Linked DNA regions of Mus musculus: all the other regions are linked to region 3. Evidence: chromatin contacts called from public promoter capture Hi-C data. All regions are on one chromosome and are shown on one strand. The core of a region is the stretch at or near the end of the contact, and the rest is flanking DNA. Distances in the headings are between cores, read along the strand shown.

What was found. Promoter capture Hi-C pulls out the DNA fragments that hold promoters and counts their contacts.
Region 1: a promoter capture Hi-C map of embryonic stem cells shows a contact between it and region 3, with 4 times the contacts expected there. The contact joins the enhancer-like site here to the promoter of Olfr1411 in region 3. A contact is called at or near these places in 15 of 39 promoter capture datasets (the 3T3-L1 cell line, the C10 cell line, the HPC-7 cell line and 8 more), 34 of 484 Hi-C or Micro-C datasets (the Ba/F3 cell line, CD8 T cells, the G1E-ER4 cell line and 21 more), 1 of 115 datasets of contacts at active chromatin or transcription factors (bone marrow-derived dendritic cells) and 4 of 9 other capture datasets (adipose tissue, embryonic stem cells, embryonic trunk and 1 more).
Region 2: a promoter capture Hi-C map of trophoblast stem cells shows a contact between it and region 3, with 2.1 times the contacts expected there. The contact joins the enhancer-like site here to the promoter of Olfr1411 in region 3. A contact is called at or near these places in 9 of 39 promoter capture datasets (cranial neural crest, embryonic stem cells, frontonasal cranial neural crest and 6 more) and 2 of 9 other capture datasets (adipose tissue and liver).

What each region holds. Positions count from the first base shown.
Region 1 is chr1:91,962,525-91,965,224 of GRCm38.p6, forward strand. It overlaps Hdac4 (histone deacetylase 4), which reads right to left. Exons shown (of 27, transcript NM_207225.2): 17 at 2,256-2,302. Among named protein-coding and RNA genes, the nearest start is that of Gm46242, 84 kb to the left of the region's middle. RefSeq lists an enhancer at 404-2,700. Within about 2 kb of position 1,322, at least 23 of the 459 cell types and tissues checked have an H3K27ac peak or open chromatin away from gene starts, as enhancers often do. A contact at or near this core is called in embryonic stem cells, neural stem cells and palatal mesenchyme, where this site is marked.
Region 2 is chr1:92,082,782-92,085,481 of GRCm38.p6, forward strand. The region is part of intron 2 of Hdac4 (histone deacetylase 4); the gene reads right to left. Among named protein-coding and RNA genes, the nearest start is that of Hdac4, 96 kb to the right of the region's middle. Within about 2 kb of position 1,355, at least 47 of the 459 cell types and tissues checked have an H3K27ac peak or open chromatin away from gene starts, as enhancers often do. A contact at or near this core is called in liver and trophoblast stem cells, where this site is marked.
Region 3 is chr1:92,595,174-92,597,873 of GRCm38.p6, forward strand. It overlaps Olfr1411 (olfactory receptor 1411), which reads left to right and starts at 1,348. Exons shown (of 1, transcript NM_146490.1): 1 at 1,348-2,319. The coding sequence starts at 1,348. The coding sequence ends at 2,319.

The DNA of each region.
Region 1 (2,700 bases), core at 72-2,571, 630 kb before region 3:
ATTTCCTTCCCATGTGTGAAGAAAAAGCCTAGCTTTATTTTATTTTTTTCTTTGTACTTTTTTGGTGGCTGGAGAGACAGCCATGGGTTCTGGGAACTTAACTCTTATGTTTTTGGTTGTGAGCCTAGCCTTTAAGGATGGAGTCATCTCTCCAGCTTGAGCTTGACTTTATTAAAGAGCATGTCTAAGACATGGGGAAGGGACTACACATGACATGTGCCAGTTCTTCCAGGACTCTCTGTAGACTACTCTCTGGGCATCACAGGTCAGTGTCTGTAACCTGACCAAGCTCCTTTCTGCAGAGAGGAAGGAATAAACCCCAGGATTCCAGGCTGCTATCATGGCAAGACTTTCTGCTATTTTGTCCCCAGTTATGTCTACCAGCTGCTTCCGTTAGGGTGGTGATGCTAACGGGAGCAAGAGGAAAGTGCTTTATAGGAAGTACAGACAGAAATATCTGGGAAATGAAGCTGAATACTGACAACGGAGCATGTGGCAAATCTGGGTGAGCCCTGGGAATGAGGGGCTCAAGTTGCAGTCGGAGGAGGTAGAAGCCAGCAGAAGCCAGCCTACATTTCCAGGCAGGGCAGGGCAGGAGCAGGAAGTCAAAGACACAGGCCTTTACTAGTCTCAAGTTCACAATAATGAGGTGAACAAAACAGAAGAGTTTTTATTTGGTTTGGAAAAAAAAGATCAAAAGTATTTCAAACTTTTACTTAACAGAGCGAATAAGGATTGGTTTTTTACATTCTAAAAGAACTACCATATGACAGAACTGGCAATGGGAAGCTGCTTCCAGGTACAGAGGGGCCTGCCCTTAGGTCCCCACTCCTCATCCCACACAGGTCTCAGATTTCCCATAGCATCTGCACTGCTCTTTCTGACACCTCAGTGGGTGGAGGGGGAGCGAGCCCTGGAAATCTTGGGAGGAAAACTGAGTCCATGGCTGTAGCAGAGACCCAAAGAGACACTAAGTCAGAGCTTCTGGGCTGCCTTGCTGCCTCTGGGCCTCCCTTCTGCAGGCTGGGCCCCATGGGCTCCCCTCACATCTGTTCAGTACGCCTGCATTCATTTGGCATGCCGGTTGGACCTCAGATCTGGGGTTAGTTGTGCAGGAGTCTGCCTGGGTTTGACCCCTAGGTCTGAGCTTGCATTTAGTTTTCATTTGCAAATTATAAATGCTGCCTCGCACAGGACCCTCTGGCTGCAGGGCAGTGCAAATCCAAATCTTTTCAAGTTGGGCCAAAAATTTGCCCTGAATTAAGAGATTGCAGCCTATTTACAATACAAAACAAAATAACTCCAGGAGAGCTTGGTGGTAGTATGAATAGATGCCATCATTCTCTTTCTGACGGGGCAATTTTCAAAGCAGCGATTTCTGTAAAGACTCAGGAAGAAAACAATTTTGTTTCATTTCCATAACAGAATCCAGACCTCAGCTTCACCTCACAATCTGTGATCAAACACAGCACAGGTTTTGCTAGGACAAGTTTGGCCATGTGTTGGCCCAACACACCAGGCGCTGTTGTGACTCTGAAGGTCAGAAGATCAGACAGGAGGCTTGGTCCCACTCTCTTATCCCAGGGGACAAGAGTACTGCAGAACCTCTGCCTCCTGAGGCCAATTTGGCAGCACAAGCTAAGGCTGTCTACACAGGTGGAGTAGATATCTTGACGGCTGCCTAGTTTTTTGTCATTTGTGTGTCTGAGTCTGTTCTCCAAGTGACTAGCTACTCGTATCACCTGGTTATAGAAATGCAAGGCCACCATAAACCAGAGAATGTCTTACAAATGTCATCTGACCCATGGATGCTCTGGTCACTGCACAGAAAACTATCTGGAGTACAAACTAGAGCGTGGCAAGAAAAGTCCACAATTCCCTAAGAGGCCTCTGTGGCCTGTATGGACAAGCATGTAGCACTGCTGTGAACGTACGCCATGAGGCACAGTGTACACATGAGGTGCGTAAGAGCTGTGGCCTAGTAAGATGCATTGTTAGACAACCTTCCCCAAAGAAAGGTGCCTGAGTTCCGTGAAAAAAAAACAAAAAAAACAAAAAAAACAAAAAAACCAAAAAAAACCAAAAACGCTCTCAGTCCCTTTGAAGCCCCAGATGGCCCCGCCCACCCCATAGTACTGTTTATGGAAAACACCTGGCAGCCATTACCCACTCGAGAGAGCAAGGCAATGATTTCTGTGACCACTGAGGCCCTGAGAACAAACAGGACATTATTTACACATTAAAGAAATGCTTACCCCAACACCACCACAAGGAAGCCTGACGAACACTGAGGTCAGCGAGCCTGTGGGGAGAAGGACAGGGTCAGAAGATCAGGGTAGCACTGGCTCTGTGAGTGCCCAGTCTGAAAAGCATGCTGTGGACCCTAGGACAAGACTGGTTCTTAGAGTCCCACAGGCTCTGCTGCAAGACTCTACCACCAGGCAGCAAGGGCAAGGAGAGTGGCTCTGCCAGAGTCTGAAAGGAAGCAGCGTTTTATGGGTAGGCAGCCACAGGAGGTGGGAGTGGGCCCCTGAGGAGTTGGCACAGCCTTGCACAGTCCAGACACCATGCTGCCCATACATCTTGTGGGTAGGGGAGCTTGTTTGTACCTGACAGTGTTCCTATTACAGAACAGAACCTCTTCTGTTGAGGGCTGGCAGATCTAGGGGTTAGGGGAGGCTGGTTGTGTTTACATATCTG
Region 2 (2,700 bases), core at 105-2,604, 510 kb before region 3:
CAACTGAGCCAGCTCTCTGAAACCTGTCCTTCCCCAGGATGCATGTCAATTAACAGAAAACAAAAGCAGAAAAGACCTTCTACATTGAGTAATACAATCTCCAGCAAGCTGAAGGAACAAATCTGTCATTTCCACAGGACAATCATGTGCTCAACTAGAAGGAGAAATGCAGAGCTAAAAAAAGAGCAGAGAGAATCAAGAAGCACCACGGTGACATAAAGTTCACAAAGGGGAAGTAGCTGAACTTTCACTCACTTTTTTTCATCTCACTTTTGCCAAAGTGAGATGCAGCACCAGCCAGGAGCACCATAGGCAGGTGGAAGTGGCTTCCAGTTCCGACCAGTGCATACACAGGCCTTAGGAAACCAAATTCAGGAAATTCTATAATACCACCCTAAGAATACAGTGACTCACTTTCTGTCAGAGAGACAGTAAATATCTAGTTCAAGGTTTAATACAGCCTGATTAGTCTCTCCCCAGCACACTTGCAACTCAAAGACCTCATGTATGCGGTGAACACACAACCTACCTTCTGTTTTCTCTCATCAGTCAGCACCTAAGGCAGTGCAGGGTGCAGAACTCAAAGGTCAGGCACAGGGTACTGATTTTGAATAGTTACACTGTGCTGTGTGGGTTTTGCACTAGTCTCAAAAGTCCCCACCTGTGGAATTATTGGGGTTCTGAGAACACACCTCTGAATCCTCGGGGACTGTCTACAATGACGCATCTGCCACCGTTGCACATGGTCTCTTCAGAGCTTTTCATCTGCTGGCAGGCATTGTTTGGACTCTCAGGGGACAGACATGAGCTGTAGGAAATCAGTCTTAGGTGCTGGGACCTTATCCCAGGTGCCAGAGCCTGCCTGTAATCCTGCTGTTACTCTGCTTGGATGTCTACTTTCTGAGTTCCAGGTGGCTCTGTGCCCCATGATTAACCTATCAATAGGGGAAAGAGCCATCTGAAAATTACAGAGCTTTGAGAATGTTTTTTAGGACTTTTGTTCGGAGCAGGAAAGGATTCGTTAATGCTGTAATGCTCAAAAAGACCAGCAATCCCAGCCCCAATGAACACTCACTACATGACGCAGATTCCAACAAACTGCACAATAACGATGAAAAAGCACAGTTTAAAAAACCAACAAAGAAACTCGGCTCTCTCTGAGAAACCTTCAATTTACTTGGCCACTTTCTCATGGACATTCAATTAAAAACAACTGTGGGAAAACAAATCTAGCCGCTGGAAACAGCAGATGCCAGTGAGGCCATAAAATAGGCATTCTCCTAAGAGCCCTAGAAGCCTTTCAGCACTGACATTTGACAAAAGCCAGAAGCCTAGGTCCCAAGAAAGAGGGCCACACCTCACCCCACCCAAAGTGAGTTCAATAAATATCTGATATGACAGCAAAGTACAAACTACAGAAGAAGGTGGGGGTGGGGGGAGATGTTATCAAGAAGATAGCTTAATCAGTAAACCGTTTGCCTTGTAAATTCCATCTCTAGAACCAGCGTAAAAATTCTGGGTGTGGTGAGGCACACTTATAACCCCAGCAATGGAGAGGTTGAAACTAGAAGCTTTCCACTGGCTAGCCAGCCTAGCTTAACTGGTGAGTTGCAGGCTAATGAGAGACCTTCCCCAAAGCACATAGGCAGCATTCCCGATGACAACATCTCAGGTTTTCCTCTGACCTCTGCAAGCATGCATATACATGCACACCCCAAAATACACAAGTATACACACACATAGTGTGTCTTTTTTTTTTTTGGTTTTTTGAGACAGGGTTTCTCTGTATAGCCCTGGCTATCCTGGAACTCACTTTGTAGACCAGGCTGGCCTCAAACTTAGAAATCCACCTGCCTCTGCCTCCCGAGTGCTGGGATTAAAGTCGTGCGCCACCACGCCCGGCTACACACAGTGTGTCTTAAAGAATACTATCCACAAAGGAATTGGTTATCTGGCTATCACATAAAGGAGCTGTACTCAGAATACACAATCAGCATCTACAATTCAAGCATAAAGAGGCAAATAACTCAAGTGAGAACAGGCAAAAGACTTAAGCAGATATCTCTGCAAAGAGAGAGCAAATGGCCAAAGACCACATGGAGAGATGCTCAGCATCCAGCCTCAGCAGATGCACATGGCAGCCAGGATGAGGCACTGTTTCACACCCATGAGAATCAGGACAAGAGCACCATCAGTAGCATACATATAGCATCTCCCAGCCACCCATGGGTGCGCCTGTCTAGCTGTAGGTACCACAGCCTGGTGCTATCTGACCCTGGTGGAGCATGATCGTACCTGCAGGATGAGAAGCTGAAGGTCAACTCTAGGCCTTCAATTCTGAGACAAGCACAACACTAGTTCTTGCTGTTTTACACCCTATTCCTGACCTACAGACAAATTCCTCAAAGGGTTTCTTCCTTCTTCAGTGGCTTGAGGAGAGCTGCCTTCAAGGCCATCACATATATTCTGAAGATAAGATCAACAACAGCCTTCAGAGGCGTCCATACCCTCATCCCTACAGCCTATAAATGTCTATTTCCATGTCAGAGTGACTTTGCTGGTGTAATCAGAGATCCTGAGATGAGGACCGAGTAAATGGTTAGTTCCAGTGTGGGGATGGGAACTGTGCGGCATAACAAGATGTCACAAAGCAAGGAAGCCATCACAGACTACAAAGTCACATCAAAAGGGCTTAAGGGC
Region 3 (2,700 bases), core at 98-2,597:
GTGGGTATCCTGTATCCCTTGAAAACTGGAGAGATCATGTTTGTCCTTGCTGCAGCAGGAAGCAAAAATCCAGACATGGCACGCATATTTTCATCACGTTTACTACAATGGAAACCTGTGTGGTTAGTTCTGAGACCCCCTACTCCCCTGGTGGGCGTGTCAAGAGTGAGCACAAAAGCCCCATGTACCTATGAAGAGAAAATGATCATTTGTGCTTGCACTGGGAAACTGGACTTCATAGTAGATGGTGGACTCCAACAGGGTCCTCCAGGATCCATGTCTGCACTGTATGTTGTATATGGAGGATGGCAGTGGTGAGTTTTGCAACAACTGAACCCATCTCGTTCACAGCATCCTTGAGCCCAAAAGGTGATGTCAAGCAGATACTTGCCTCTAGCTATCTAGGCTCCCAACTCCAGAAGCCTCCTGCATCCATCTCAGGGACCTACAGAATGGTCCCATGACCAGTCCCAAGAGGGTGTTCCTCACCTACTGCTCTGATCCCTAAGAGGAAGAGAAAGTGACTGGGAATAGACAGCAGGTGTTAAGCAGAGGCTAGCCTGTCTGCTTTTCCAACTGGAAAGGTAAACCCCCAAAGCCAAAGTGAAACAGGTAACAGAGATGTCAGGGAGATCGAGTTGGAAGCCAATATGCATGGTACCAGCCTCGCTGTTTCAGAGAACATGGGCCTAGGCCACCCACACATCATATATAGGTGTTGACTGACAGGAACCCCTAACATGCTCAAGCAAGCAGAGGCGCTGCATGTTCATTGCATTTATGGACCAGGCCTAGAGTAAGAGCTGCCTAGGGGAGAGCAGAGCCCTATAGGGAACAAAGGCATGGCCTCAGGGTGGTAAGAGTCATTTTCTTACCCTGATTTCCAACCCGGTAAAGATAAGATGACCCAATCTGGCTGCTGGGAGGTCAGCAGATCCTCATGTTCATTTTACAGACTGTAAATAACATGAAAGGGTAGGGTGGGGCTCTTGGGTGGCTCCTGAATGGTGTCACTCAGGAATGTCCTTGGAGGTGGATAGCAAGCAACCCAGAGGCAGCTGTAGGGAGGCCAAAGTCTGTACCTAATAGTCACGTGGCTCAGGAAGCCTCTTTGCACCCTTAGATCCACAGTCCAGCGTCCTACACAGACAGTGCTCAGCACATCCCATGAACAAAAAAGTCAGAGGAAATGTCCACTTTCAGGTCAGACCAGCACAGCAGAGCATCTGGTGAACTTTTGCACAGTGGCACCAACAGGTTCCTGCAGGCTGTGGAACATCTGACGACGCCAATGAGACCTGCTCCCTCTCTCTCCCTCCACCTTCCTCTCTTCTGCTGCCCCCACTCATGGCCATAGCAGTCTACAGGAATGGAAGCCTCTCAGCAGTGTCCTTGCAGGGGTTCGTGCTGGTGGGATTTGGGGGGGGTGCAGAGACCCAGGCCCTGCTCTTTGCTGTGTTCCTTGTCCTGTACGTGGTCACCATCCTGGGAAACCTCACCATGATCGTGGTCATCACCCTGGATGCCCGCCTGCACTCCCCCATGTACTTCTTCCTCAAGAACCTGTCCTTTGTCGACCTCTGTTACTCCTCTGCCATTGCCCCTAATGCCCTGGCCAACTTCCTCTCCACCTCCAAAGTCATCAGCTTTGAGGCTTGTGCCACTCAGCTCTTCTTCTTCTCCTTGTTGGCTACCACTGAGGCTTTCCTCTTAGCTGTGATGGCCTATGACCGTTTCATGGCCATCTGCAGTCCTCTGAGGTACCCTGTGACCATGTGCCCTACAACCTGTACCCGTCTGGTGCTGGGCACCTACTGTGGTGGCTGCCTGAACTCCATTGTGCAGACCAGCCTCACGTTCCAGCTGCCCTTCTGCAGCTCCAACCGTATTGACCACTTCTACTGTGACGTTCCCCCACTGCTCCAGCTGGCCTGCGCCAGCACGGCTCTCAATGAGCTCTTTCTCTTCGGCCTCTGTGGGTTCATCATTGTGAGCACCACCTTAGCTGTCCTGGTTTCCTATGGCTACATCACTGTGACCATTCTCAGGATGCACTCGGGATCTGGGAGGCACAAGGTCTTCTCCACCTGTGGCTCTCATATGATGGCTGTGTCCTTGTTTTATGGAACTGTGTTTGTCATGTATGCCCAGCCTGGAGCAGTGGCATCCATGGCACAGGGCAAGGTGATATCTGTCTTCTACACCCTGGTCATCCCCATGCTCAACCCCCTCATCTACAGTCTGAGGAACAAGGATGTGAAGGACGCCCTGAGGAGGCTGGGACAGAGACACAGCCTTGTGAAGAAAGGAGGCAAGTAGGGATCAAGTCAGCATGACGGAAAGAAAACATCCTTGGATGATAATCGATGTCTTTATTTTGCCTTTTTCCCCCTTTTCATTCTGTTTTTCTTTCTTTTCTGCTTTACTGAATTCTACCTTTATTCCTTTCCTCCATTGTTTAGTCCATGTAACCATCTACCACATATTTAATGAATGAAAATTATTATTCAGATACTTATAAAATGTGAGTAAGGCATTTTGCTTGCCACAATAAAGCAAATGGTTCATAGCTGGGAATAATCATGAATGCCTTTCAATTTTGCTTTGACAGAAGGCAGAGTATTAAGACAGGAGTCCTTGAGGCAAGGGTGGAAACCACTGTCAACATCTCCCAGTGAAACTACAAGGCAGCAGATTCCC